2 separate regions of the Mus musculus genome follow, and region 2 is linked to region 1. Evidence: chromatin contacts called from public Hi-C data. All regions are on one chromosome and are shown on one strand. Each heading gives the region's core, a stretch centred on a gene start, on an enhancer-like site or on the middle of the called end of the contact. The rest is flanking DNA. Distances are from core to core; before and after follow the strand shown.

Region 1 (6,379 bases), core at 1,451-3,950:
ATTGCTTTCCTATTTTTATTAGGTTTTGGGTTCTCATACAAGGGAATTGATTTCATTGTGGAGTCTTCATGTAATACCATATTTGTTCTCACTCCTCCCCTTTCCCCTTCTGTCATCTTTTCTCCCTCCCTTTTTGCTTTCTTTTCCTAACCCAGGAAGGTCCCTCTCTGCTCACTTATTTCATATGTTCTCTCCAGTTCTCATTTCCATTCAGACTTCCCCTTCATGATGTTTCTTTACCCACAAACATACACATATACACACTCTGACATACACACACATGTAAACACACACACACGTACACATATATAAACACATCATAAAAACCTTCACATACATAAATATACACATGTAAACACACTCACATATACACATATAAACATAGAAGACCATACATGTAAACACACTCACATACACACATGTAAACAAATATACATATAAACACATAATAATTCTCACATATACAATTAAACACTTACATGTAAACATACATACACACATGGAAACACACATACACACATGGAAACATAAGACACACGCATGTAAACACAGTCACATGTACATGTAAACACATGTACACATATAAAAACACATATACAAATACAGAAATATAAACACATACATGTACGCATACATACACAGACATGTAAACGCACTCATATATATACAAACATGTAAACACTAATGCACCAGTAAATATACATGTACACACATGTAAACACACTCACACACACATGAATATACATGTATAAAACATGCAATTTTAAAATTAGATTTCACATATGAGAGAAATATTTAGTATTTGTCTATTTCTGATCTTTTCTGCTTTTTTAAAACAGCTATTATTTTTTTAAAAAAATCTAGACTACCAAAAGACATTGCACAAATCACTTTAACAGTCAAATTTTAGGTCCCTCTTTTTATAGGAGTCCCTGTAAAGTGAACATCTGTGTCAAAGGAACATTTGTTTCAGAAGACTGTAACACGATGCAAATGGGGAAGTTGGGTGTCTCCTGACATGGGTAAAAATGAAGAAAGCAAGCCTTGGTTAGGATCCTATCAGAAGTGCATCAGATGCATTACCTGCAGGGAACTTGCAATTGCAGCTTGTGGCATCTCTGGTTCTCTCTCCCAGCTCTGCTACATTCCCATCCTTCAGAAATTCAAGTCCACGTAAATAGCGTAAATAGACACTTTTATTGATACCTGGGATAATCATTGCTCCCTCTCCCCTCTCCTGGTATCTCCACATCCCTCAGAATATGTACCCTTAGCATAGCCATTGCTATTTCTCATTGACAGCAGTTGTAATTTTGAGCCTTGGTCTAATATATTCAGTTTAAACCTCACCTTGTCCAATGTTGAATTTTCCCATAAAAAAGAAAGTAAGTAGCCATGTATTACGGCACTTGGAGGTAGAACTGATAGTCTAGTACCCCTCTCTTCAACTTTGCTTCTATGCTAACGTAGAAATAACTGGATGATATGAGATCCAGGCAGGGAATGCTGCTGGGGAAGGTGACAGAACACTGAGGTGACGGAACCAGACAGGAGAATCTCAGAGGCTTGATGCCTGCTACCTTAGTCCCAGGTCTTCTCAAGGGGAAAAGGCAAAGAGTGATAAATGAGGACACCAGAATCCTCTTCTGCTGTTGGCACTTACACTTTCATTCACACACATGCACACAGTATATATGCACGCACAAACATATAAACAAACCCCCACATATGTATTCTATATGCATACAGAGCATATATACTGCACACACATAATGCACATGCAGATACACCTCAAATACACAAATATAAACACATAAACATATACACCACACAATATTCTATGCACACATACAGACCATATATACCCCATACCCATAGATAGATAGATAGATAGATAGATAGATAGATAGATAGATAGATAGATAATGCATACCACACACATAAACTACATACATATAAAACATATATACTATCCACACATATCCACACATATGCCTGCCTACACTTACAAAAATGCCTTAAAAGAAAATAAAATTCCAGAAATAAAAAAAATCAATAATTCTAAAGTATAATATTTTTATATTTGTAGCTTTAAAACCATGCAGAGAGAAGAACTGAAAAATAATTCACATATTCACCCAGAATAGCATAATTGTAAATATGCTCAGTCATGTTATATGGTGTTGACTTACACAAAGTTCATTAAGCTATTACTGTATGGTAGAAACTTTAGGCACAGCCAGATCTAATTCTAGCAACAAATCTTATTAAAATGCCATTTTCCAAATGGAAAGAAACAAAAACAAGCTTGGGAGGCTTGCATGGTGTGCTTGAGGTTACAGAGTAACTGGTACTGGGCACCCTGCCCCTAAAGTAGGAGCTGGGCAGGAAGGCTGCCTCTGGCACTGGAGCTGTGTCTGGCATAGAGCATATGCTAAATAAATATTTGTTGAAAAATTAAGTAGAACTAGTTGACTCCAAAGCCCTCATTATTCCCATGATGTCATCTGTCCTCTGTAAATGCCCTTCTGAGTGACCGGGTAAAGCAACACTGCTCTTTGCTTCCACCGGGAGCTAGGAACTGGGGAGGTGAATTTTCTCCCTCAGCCTCAGTAGATGCTCTCACTCTGGTACACATACAGGCAGCGCTAACTGGACTCAGTGAGGATTAAAGTTTAATTGTCGAAAGAGAAGACTAGCACGTAAGGTTAGGAGGGGAAGGGAGGAGAAATGAAAGGGAAGGAGTGGGTAGTGGCCGTGCAGAGAACATACATGTGTGAATATCAAATAAAATAGTTTATAAAACATTCTGTTTTCATTACTGTTCTTTTTTATATATAATAAAATACCACAAGCAAAAGTAACTTAGAGATGAAAGTCTTTATTTTTGTGAACTCTTCTGAAGAGAGAAAAGTCCATTATGATGAGCAGACATGGCAACAAGCAGCATGCAGCAAGCATTGTGGCAGGCTCAGGAAGCTGAGCAAGCCATCTGCACCATGAACACAGCAGGAAGAGAGTTGGAGGGAGGCAAGGCTCTCAAAGCCCACTTTCAATGACTTACTTCCTCCAGCGAGACTCCACATCCTAAAACTTCTATAATGTTCCCCAAACAAAGCCACCAACTAGGAACCAAGTGTTCAAATACAGGAGCTCAATGAGGACATTTCTGAGGCTGTGTTTCATGGGGAAATATCCAACTGGGTCAAATATTGTGAGTCCATTCATGAAATCAGTCTTGGATTTGTGATGGGGAGACCATATGATTACATATTCATGACTTTGGTGTATTTGAGGTATTGTATAGGTTGTAGGAAACATGTTGGTTTTGAACACAGAATCAACTAAATTAGATTCTGACTCCAGAAACTACTCTGAACTATACTTACCTGCAAAAGCTCAGGAGAAAGCAAGAGGTTCTGTATGAAATACACTTATTAAAGATCATGGGATACCCAGGTATGCAGTAGATAAAACCTGTCATTATTTTTGAAGAAAACATACAATGTCATGGATGTTTCTTTGCATAGGTTTTATTCTGGCATATAACCAGGGTTGGTATTAAAATGAACTGTGTTTCATATAAACACAAGTAGGCAAGCCCTGGAGAAGCCTTAATTCAGGGGCAGAGCAGGTACTCTTGCCCAGCCGTGTTCCAGTTGGAGGGCTTTCAGGAAGTTGACTGTCAGAGCTCTTAATTACATTTACTGCTAATTCAGTGTGATGTCTTCCCAGTTTAAAGCAACCGCTCTGGTCCAAGGCTTGGAGGATGAGAACTGGGGGTCCATCAATCATGTTATCTACAACACAAAGAGGGAAACGTCATTTCTATCTTCCCCTGCCCAGATGTTGGGTTCCATAGGGCATCCACACACATTCCAGAAATCGACTTTTAAATGCTGCAAGCAAAGTATCCTGATGTTGAACACAGCCTGTTAGAGCTGAAAGAGACCTCAGGGACAGCCTGGTCATTAGCTTGCTTATTAATGGATGCAGGCAGTAAATATAACCCAGAGCACAGAGCTTTAGAGCTTCCCATCAGCCAGGTGTTACAGCAAGTAACCAGTTTCTGTCTCTAACCTCCACTTCTTCAGCTACCCATCAACAGGGGTTTCCATCGTCACATCACCCTCTTAAAGACTGCCATTCAGAGAACTGAAGTTGACCTTGCTCCTTATCCTAGGATGCTTCTCATATCAGATCATAGTATAACTGGAACATGCCCTACACACAGTGTCATACAGGGGCAAGTGACTCTGTGAGTAGGACAGAAAAAGGACAGCAGGATAGGTCCTTGCTCTAGCCTGCCACTCGAGGATCATAACTTGGGTGAGCATTTCAGTGTTTTAAAAATAAATAGGACCCACTCTGTCCTTAATGCACAGGTTGTTTTGGACTTGAAGAAGCGGGATAGAATCCTTGCTGCACCTTGCTGCTGCGATTTCATTCATCTAAAAGTTATGATCAACTCACTGATCCTTACAGTGGTTTCTGCCCTTTAGGGTATCCACAGACAAGCACCGGACCCTTTTTATCCTTCCAGATATTTCCCCTTCAAAATAGAGCTTACCAAAGCTGGTGTTTGAGGGTGTGATAGAGGTGACTGGCCATTGCTAGAGGCTTTTTTTCCTTTGAACCACTGAACCCCGCAGTCAGCACCCCTGACTCTGCATGTTCATTTGCATATATCTGATCAGAACCTGCACAATACTCTCTGACTGCTATTCATTCTCTTCAGTGTCATTGACTTCTCTACAAGCCATGATCCAGGAGACCCAGGCAGCAAGTCCCATGCTGTGAGTGGCTTGGGGAAAGAGAAAAACATAGGTTGCCTGATTTTAGATTGTCCCCATGCTAAGCCATACTGTCTGGTCCAGACCTTACCTGAGGGAAGCTGCTGGCTGCTGTTATGCCTGGGTATCAAAGGCACGTTTGTTTCAGGGTACCCATTCCTATGACTCTAGGAGGATTCTGAGCCCAGCTTTTTAACACATCAGAAATGAAACTGGGCCCTCATTCCTTTATCCTTTCCTCTCTCTCTGAAAACTGCTTCTGCATCATGCCTTGTTATTCCTACAAAACAACAAGAAGACCCAAATGATAAAGAAGATGTAAGGAGGCTGAGCTCAGGTTCAAGTACAAGATGGACGGTGTATATCAATGGTGTGATTTTTCCAACAGGGAGCTTCATCGGTCACAAAGGTGCGCGTGGCATGTTAGTTTTGGAACTCTTGAGTTCTAACTTGCACATACCCATTGTCATGGCTACTTTCCTCCCTCTCCCCTACAGAGCCTAATGTCTCCTCCTCCTAACCTCACTTTAAGAGGCCTGTCTCAGCCCTGAGCCCTCAGGGAAGAGGAGACTAGTCTGTCTCAGCTAGGTCTCTGAAAGCCACACAACTACCTCCTGTCTCTCGGGTTTAATGAGGAAAGCCCCAAGTCAGGAAGGCTGGTGCCAAGGTTTTATGGAGGCCTTGAGCCAAGGGGCCTTACCAGGAATTCAACTAGCTCTGCCTCTCTCCCCTGAGATCTGCAAAAGGCAAACAGCTCTGGTAAAACTAGAGAACAATTTCCCAAGCAGGAGACTGGGAACTTTTAACGAGCCAAGTGAGCCTGCCTGGTCCTATGCTGGTCCTGCAGCCTGGCTAATTAGATCACCGGTGTAAAGAGACTTGATGGGCAGAAGACAGAGCAAAGTACAGTGGCTCAGAGGACCAGGCCTGCCAGACTTAACAGGTAGTGAAAAGACTGATTCCTGCTAGGGTTGGAGATATTCTGGAAAGATCTTCCATTTCACCCTCTTCCCCTTCTTCTTTACACAGAGTCATGTCTCTGATCATGTTCAGGGCACAGGTTTTAATTCTTCAAAGACAAATCTGGCATACCAAGCCAACAAGTGTTACTGAGAGAGGATAGAAAATATTGTCCATGATGTCACCCATCATTTCTTCTTGCCTCTTTTTTTATTGTGTTTTCCCCGACCATGTCAGACTCTAGGCTAGATTTCAAAATACAAAATAACCTTGATGGATACTTCTGAGAGATAATCCAGGAGTTATCAAATATTTCTGGAAGTAATGAGTGCAACTTTGAAGTTCCAGTGTTATGGTTAAAGAGGAACAGGGTAGGGGTTGGGGGGGAAGAGAAGAGAATCATGCTAGCCTGGCTTTTCTAAAACAAATTACATTTTGTTATGAAACAAAAAGTAGTAAGGTAAGGATTGCTAAATGATGGTGGGTTATTTCACTGTGTGAAGGCTATGAGGCAATGCCAGTGCTTGAGAGATTTGCCAGTGCCTACCCATGATTCAGAACTGTGGGTATGGGAGCTCTGACTTAAAGGCCTTCTTTGAACCAGAGAGAGACTTTATTAGAAGCCA
Region 2 (6,379 bases), core at 2,168-4,667, 130 kb before region 1:
AGCCAATCTGCACTTTCACTCTGCCTGGTATTCCACTGAGCTGTGAATCACATCTTCCATCCAGAATATGATCAGAAGGTCACCTATCTTAGACCCTTGGTTCTCACATTTTATTGCAAAACAGAATCATCTGAGGACATTAAACATTCCTGATCACGTGTCTTCATTACATAAGTGTGTAGCGAAGGCCATGAAGTTAGTGCACTGGCTCTTGCAAGTTGTCCTCTGAACTCCAAATGTGGCCTCTGGCACACATAGACTCATTATATACACAAACAAACAAATAAATAAATGTTCAAAAATACTGTGATTCAAGATTCATTTGCTCATGTTGTCTGAAGGTATGGATATCTACCATGCTCCAAGGCAAAGCTGTCATCTGTCTGTTTGTCTATTTTTAAATGCAAGAATGCATGAAACACATAGCCTGTGGGGTGACAGCGAACTGGTGTTGCAGGTCACGGACTGTTTGGGGATGCTCATTACAGATAGTAAGGGAGGATGAATATAGGGCCTCTCATCTAATCATGACCTGAATCTTAATTTATAGGCCTGTTCTACACCATGCCACCATGAACACACCTGATCTTCTCTGATTTATGGATCCTCTCAAAAGGCCAAGAGACTGCTAGATGCTTTGAGAGCCACACTTTTTGAGCTACACTCTTTTTTCCCCATGATCTTGAGGAAACTCTAGAACTTTTACTTTGGTGGGAGGAAATCCTCTTTTTACTAGAGGTCCAGTGTTTCTGAAGTACAAATGCACTGGCAAACAAAGATCTTAGCAGAAAGCATGAGTTAATAAATTCCTTGATCCCAGAAAGCTACAGAGTAAGGGGACATTTTCTCCCTTCCTTTGGTGACTGTGGCCTCTCACTTCTGTGGTTTTGGGGTTGTTTTCGGTGGGGGGCTTGATGCATTGGCCAGGCCAGTCTCTGAGTCCTAGGCTCATGTGCTCCTCCTGTGATCATCTCCCAGGGCCTGGGATATCAGGTGTGCACTGTCATGCTTAGCTTACCTCTCAGTTTTACATTTTAGTCATCACTTTGGGGATGTGGGAAAGTGGCAGCTTATTAGGCTCACAGAATGATAACTAATTGCTCATTATGTGTTAGACCTTGTGCCACATGATTTCCCTTAAACTCCATGGATTCTCAGGACCTTCTAGGTTGGGAGTTACTGTTTCCTCAATTAAATCAGTAAAGTAAAATCCACCAGAGGGTAAAACCTTGGTCATGCAACTTTAGGGTGTTAACATAGAGTTCTACTTACCTCACTGAAGAGCCCTAGCTCTGGGATTCATGTATGGCTTCTGTTACCAAGGAGCCCAGGGTAGTGTGCTGAGTGTATTGCTTTTTCCATGCGTAGTGCAGACAAAACTAAAGGGGACACACACATACACAGACAGACAGCAAGGCAGACGACAGAGAGAAACACAGAGATAGAGACAGAGACAGAGAGAGACAGACAGACAGAGACAGAGAGAGACAGCGAGAGACAGAGGGAGATACAGACACAGAGACAGAGACAGAGAAAGCCAGACAGAGACAGAGATATTCATGCAATGACCTCTCACAGCCACTTTGCAGGGAATTTGCTTCTGCCTCACATGGCCTGACCTCAGAAGCTCTTGGGAGCTTTGGTGCAAGCCCCTGGGATCCCCCCTTGCAGGCCCACTACAAACATAGCAACCCACAGGACGATGCTGTTCTTATTAAGGTGGACCTTCCCTCCTCAGTTACACCTCCCTGGCAAAGCCTTCAGAGGCACACTCAGAGGTTTCTTCTCTAGGGAGTCTAATGCACACAAGCTGACAGTACAAAGTAGTAATCCCCTATTGATTTTGAAAAATAAAAGCTTAAGTTCCGAGACACATATAGAAAATTCCTAAACTGGAATGTATATAGCTTGGAAACAACCTGAAGTGTAGAAACACTTCCACAAAAGCCCCTCTAGAACTCAGGAAGACAGTATTAACCAAGATTCCCAAACTCTGTGAACAGTCTTCATTTTTAGCTACCACTTTCTTCCCCCCAGGGAATCATAATTTTGATTCTCTTTTATATAGGGGACTGGTTTCCCTAGTTTTCAATTCAGCATTAGTGTTAAAGTAAGTCCTACTTTAAACAACCTTCCTCAGTTTGTGATATTTGTCTCTGTGGAAGCATGTGGCAGAATATTAGATAATCTTAATTGATGTATTATGGCCTATTGTTGGAATCTGCCATAGTTACTGATATTCCTTATTATTGATTGATTTAAAATTGTTGATAATTGTGATCTCTGATATACCTAATTCCTTCTCCAAACTGTATGTCTCTGTGTTTGTCTATCTGTAGGCCCCTTTCTGTATCCAGAGAAAACTGGGAGATTAGCCACTGACAAGAAATCTTTCCCTGAGCTAGGATTTATGATTTTATTGCAATTTTCTGGACCCAGCTTTTCAAGTGTTTTCATTGTTTTTATTTGTCCTCCCCTTCTCTGGTTTTCTGCTATATTTGGTATCTTGTTTTTTTTTTGACCTCTCTGTCCGGTTTCAGAATACATTTCCCTAAGACCACACACTTTCATCTATCTGATCTCACAGTTATCAGCATGCTGTGAATTACCTGTCACTCATTTGAAAGCAGCTCCTGAGCTCTGCTGTGATCTCCCATTTTGACTTCCAGATTATTTACCAAGCTGCTGAATCTGTAAATACACAGAGGCTTGGGTCCTTCGGGGTTTGCTCCGTCTGGACTGATACAGTGGTCAGAGAATTTACCATGCATGCTTTTGGATCTTTTGGAGTTGGCTTGGTTTTGCTTTCTGTCTCAGTGTCCAGCTCCATCAGTGTCTTACATGAGCTACACCCGGTCACGGAGAATTAACTGCTCTGTGTGAATCTCAGAATGAGTATTTTTTAAAAATGAAGGAAAGTATTTCCTTCGGAACCACATCCACTGGGCTGTGTGTGGTGTCTGCTTATATGGAGATCTTGTGGGATGGAGCTCCAGATCCCTAATGCCACAAAATAACCAAATCGACTACATTTTAAGTCAAGTTTTCTTCTTCCAGGGTGCCATGCCCACAGAAATGTTCTGTGGGGTTGTGGTACTGGGTACATGTGAGAGACAATGAGGTCTGGGTCTGCTCGCTTCCAGCTTCTTTTCACTGCCCACTGACTTTAAGCAGTTTGTCTAACTCCCCCTTTTGTGCAGAGCTTGGTGTGGTGTGAAGCTCCGGAAGAGGTTTCTTCTTCCATGGCCAATCCCGTTCTTTCCTTAGAATGGTATTTAGGGTCAGCTGACAGTCCCTATGTGTGTCTCATCTTGTCACTCCCCCGTGAGAGGGCAGCTGCACTTTCCGCTGACCATCTAGCCTATACAATAGAGACAGCCTGATGTAGAAAAACAGACCAAGGGGAAAAAGTCAGAAAAGAAACTGCCTGGCATTTCTTTATAGCTTAACTCATCCGGCGCCCACAATAATGAAATGCGTCTCCTCCTCTCGTGGGCTTCGCAGCTCTGATCCGGAACTCCCAGGTGCCCAAGTGAGGGGAAGAGCTATGAAAATTCAAGCGGAGTGACATTTTCCAAGGAGAATTGGATTAGTAGAGGGGAAAAGGCTGCCAAGATGAAAACCTTTCAGGATGGGGAACGATAAAGTGCAACGGCAACATCATACCTTCAACATGATTCTCTTCACAGTGAAGGGATGTGACCTTTGTGTGAAGGAAACCTGGGCTCCACCACAGACATTTCGCTAATGCTAATGTTCCCTTCCCCAGCTGCAAAATCCATCTGCGCCCTTCAAATACTTCTCTTCTCCTTCCTGCTCTGGTTATTTTTCCGGGCACGCTTCTTAAACTGCCAGAACTTAATATGATTTTACAACCTGCAGCCAAACTTTGGAAGCTTGAAGAATAGCTGACAGGCAGGCGCAAGTGCGAACTGACCTCCTTCACACACACATGGCTGTCAAGATAAGGGAACCCAGGGCTCTGCTGGTGTTGGGGGAAAACGGCTTAGCCTCATCTGAACTCACTTCCTGCTGGAGGGGCCGCTTGGTTGGTTGGGTTCCAGAGATAGCGTCTCACTGCGCTGCTCGGGTTGTCGTGGAACTCAGATTCAAGTTGCCTCGTCCTTCTGAGTGCGGGGCTTACAGGTCTCACTGGTTGGCTAAAACAGTTATATGGGGCATAATCCTGAGGGTGAGTAACTCGGGGTCTACAGAATATGTTCTGTAGGAATCCTCTTGAAACAAAGGAGTTATTCCTGTGTTTTTTTTCAGTCTTTTCCACTCTTTATAATCTATAGGAGTATCATTTTCTCTTCTACAGATGAGAAAGAGGAGTCCAAAACCTTTTATGTATCTGGATCTTGGGGACAGTAATCACAAAAGCAGAATTTGTACTTAGGTTTATTTTCACTGCAGTGGCCAGAATAGCTAGACACCGAGCCTCGGACACACAGTAAGGATTTTATATGCTTAATCCACCTCATGGTTGGTGCTTCCATTGTTGAACCTTTCCTAAAGTTCAAAGCCTGGGGCTGGAGAAGTTTTGTTACTTGCTCATGAATAGCAGTCCTGGGATTTTTTGTTTATCTCTCTGGCCTGAATCCACTAAGTGGCTACCGATGACCTTGAACTTCTGATCCTCCTGTTTGAACCTTCTAAGTGCTAGGATTGCATGCCTGGTTTGTGTGCTGCTGGCAACAGAACCAAGGGCTTGGGGCAGCAAGCATTCTACCAAGTGAGTCAAATCCCCAGTCCAAGTATGGGACTTTGTGATGAAGAAAACATACAAATCTAATAAGAGTTAAATGTCCTTACTGTTACCCATCATCTGAGTGCTGTGAGATCGCATCCCCAGTAACATGTTTGACCTTCAGAGTTGCATAATAAGACTGAAATCATGATGGTGAAGAAGGCAAGGAACAATCCTAAGAATGCTCTGAGCTTGAGCCAATTATTTTGTCAATAGACCATAGGAGGTTGCAGCTCACGATGTTTCCCAGTTATGAAAAGATACACATTCAAGATGAGTGAAGTTTTCAAACTATGGTTGTCACTCCCAACACACCTCCCTGAGCCTCAGGGAGTGAGCACAGGGACTCTTCTGAAAAGACCAATGACAGTTCTGAGGGGAACATACGTATATCACAAGTTTGAATTCAGCACACAGGTGGATATTTGCTGAATACCACACAGCAAGCATGGAGTTCCTCGCCCCAGAGATATCACAGCCACTTATGATCCATAATCTTCTCCCAGCTTTCAGATACAGAAACTGAAGCGCCATGAGATCGGCTCAGTGAAGCAAGAGAGTGGGAGCCTGATTTCCAATTCTTATTCTTTATGACAACTATATATTTATTATTCTTCTCGTTGTCAGGACCACTTTTCCTTTGTGTGTTTTTTTCCTTTTCTCTCTAATGTCTGTAGAATTGGGAATGCGGATTTATCAATGAGGACAGGGTCTGCCCTTGACCATGTAAACTATCTGTCAACACTCCGCTCACTATGGCATCCCCGAAACACCACAGTGCAGTAGTCTCAGTGTAAAGTACACCCTTATTCTCTCTTCTGTCAGATAAGTCCAAATGGGACTTTTTTTGCATGGCTTTCTGCAACTCCTGGTTTTCTACGATGTGCCCTGAATAAAACCAGCTCCTTCATAAGTGTCCTTTGCAGTCCTAGCCAACGAAGCTCTTAGTATTTATTTGCTGTAGTTTTACGAAGAGATCATCTCAGGAGTAGTCACCACATATCAGCATTGTCTCCACACATACTTCAGTTTCCCACAAGGATAGCAGCATAGAAATTTTGCTCCACCATAGTGGGTGTAGGAAGCTGAGGCACCTGAATATCATTAAAATGGTCTAATGCTAGCAGTTTCATAAGTTTCAATTTCAGAACATGCTTGGGATTTGGCAGGTAGACACACAGTTGTTGGATAGACAGTACACATTTAACTGATTAACATTTTAAGAGGGTAAAGCGATCAGCCTGGTGGATAAAATAACCCACGTTTCTCCCCACTTCTGTGCCAAACTGGCACCTGTATGTAATATAGAAACCAGCCTACTTGCTGCTAGAATTCCTTCACTTGTACAATCACTGACATTTTAGTAATCATTTACTACACATTTTGTGATACCCCTGTAACATGTGGACAAAGACAATTCCCCTATAACATGTTGTGTGTGGGAGAGAGTTGGGGGTGGGGTGGGGTGAAGTAGCTGCTTTCCTCGCTGTGACTGAAGCAGCTCAAAGAACGAAGGGTTTAGTCCAGACTGGTGGGGAAGGCACAACAGCAGATGTGAGAAACATCTGGTCATGTTACATGCTCAGGCAGGAAGCAGGGTGTGGTGGACGCTGGCAGAGACCCTCTTTT

The links. A called contact is a pair of places that touch in the nucleus more often than the background predicts.
Region 2: a Hi-C map of double positive thymocytes shows a contact between it and region 1, with 1.7 times the contacts expected there. The contact joins two enhancer-like sites. A contact is called at or near these places in 2 of 484 Hi-C or Micro-C datasets (the C10 cell line and double positive thymocytes).

The regions. Positions count from the first base shown.
Region 1 is chr12:16,053,077-16,059,455 of GRCm38.p6, reverse strand. No RefSeq gene overlaps it. Among named protein-coding and RNA genes, the nearest start is that of Gm36235, 41 kb to the right of the region's middle. Within about 2 kb of position 2,700, at least 10 of the 459 cell types and tissues checked have an H3K27ac peak or open chromatin away from gene starts, as enhancers often do. A contact at or near this core is called in double positive thymocytes, where this site is marked.
Region 2 is chr12:16,183,214-16,189,592 of GRCm38.p6, reverse strand. No RefSeq gene overlaps it. Among named protein-coding and RNA genes, the nearest start is that of Gm48606, 46 kb to the left of the region's middle. Within about 2 kb of position 3,417, at least 69 of the 459 cell types and tissues checked have an H3K27ac peak or open chromatin away from gene starts, as enhancers often do. A contact at or near this core is called in double positive thymocytes, where this site is marked.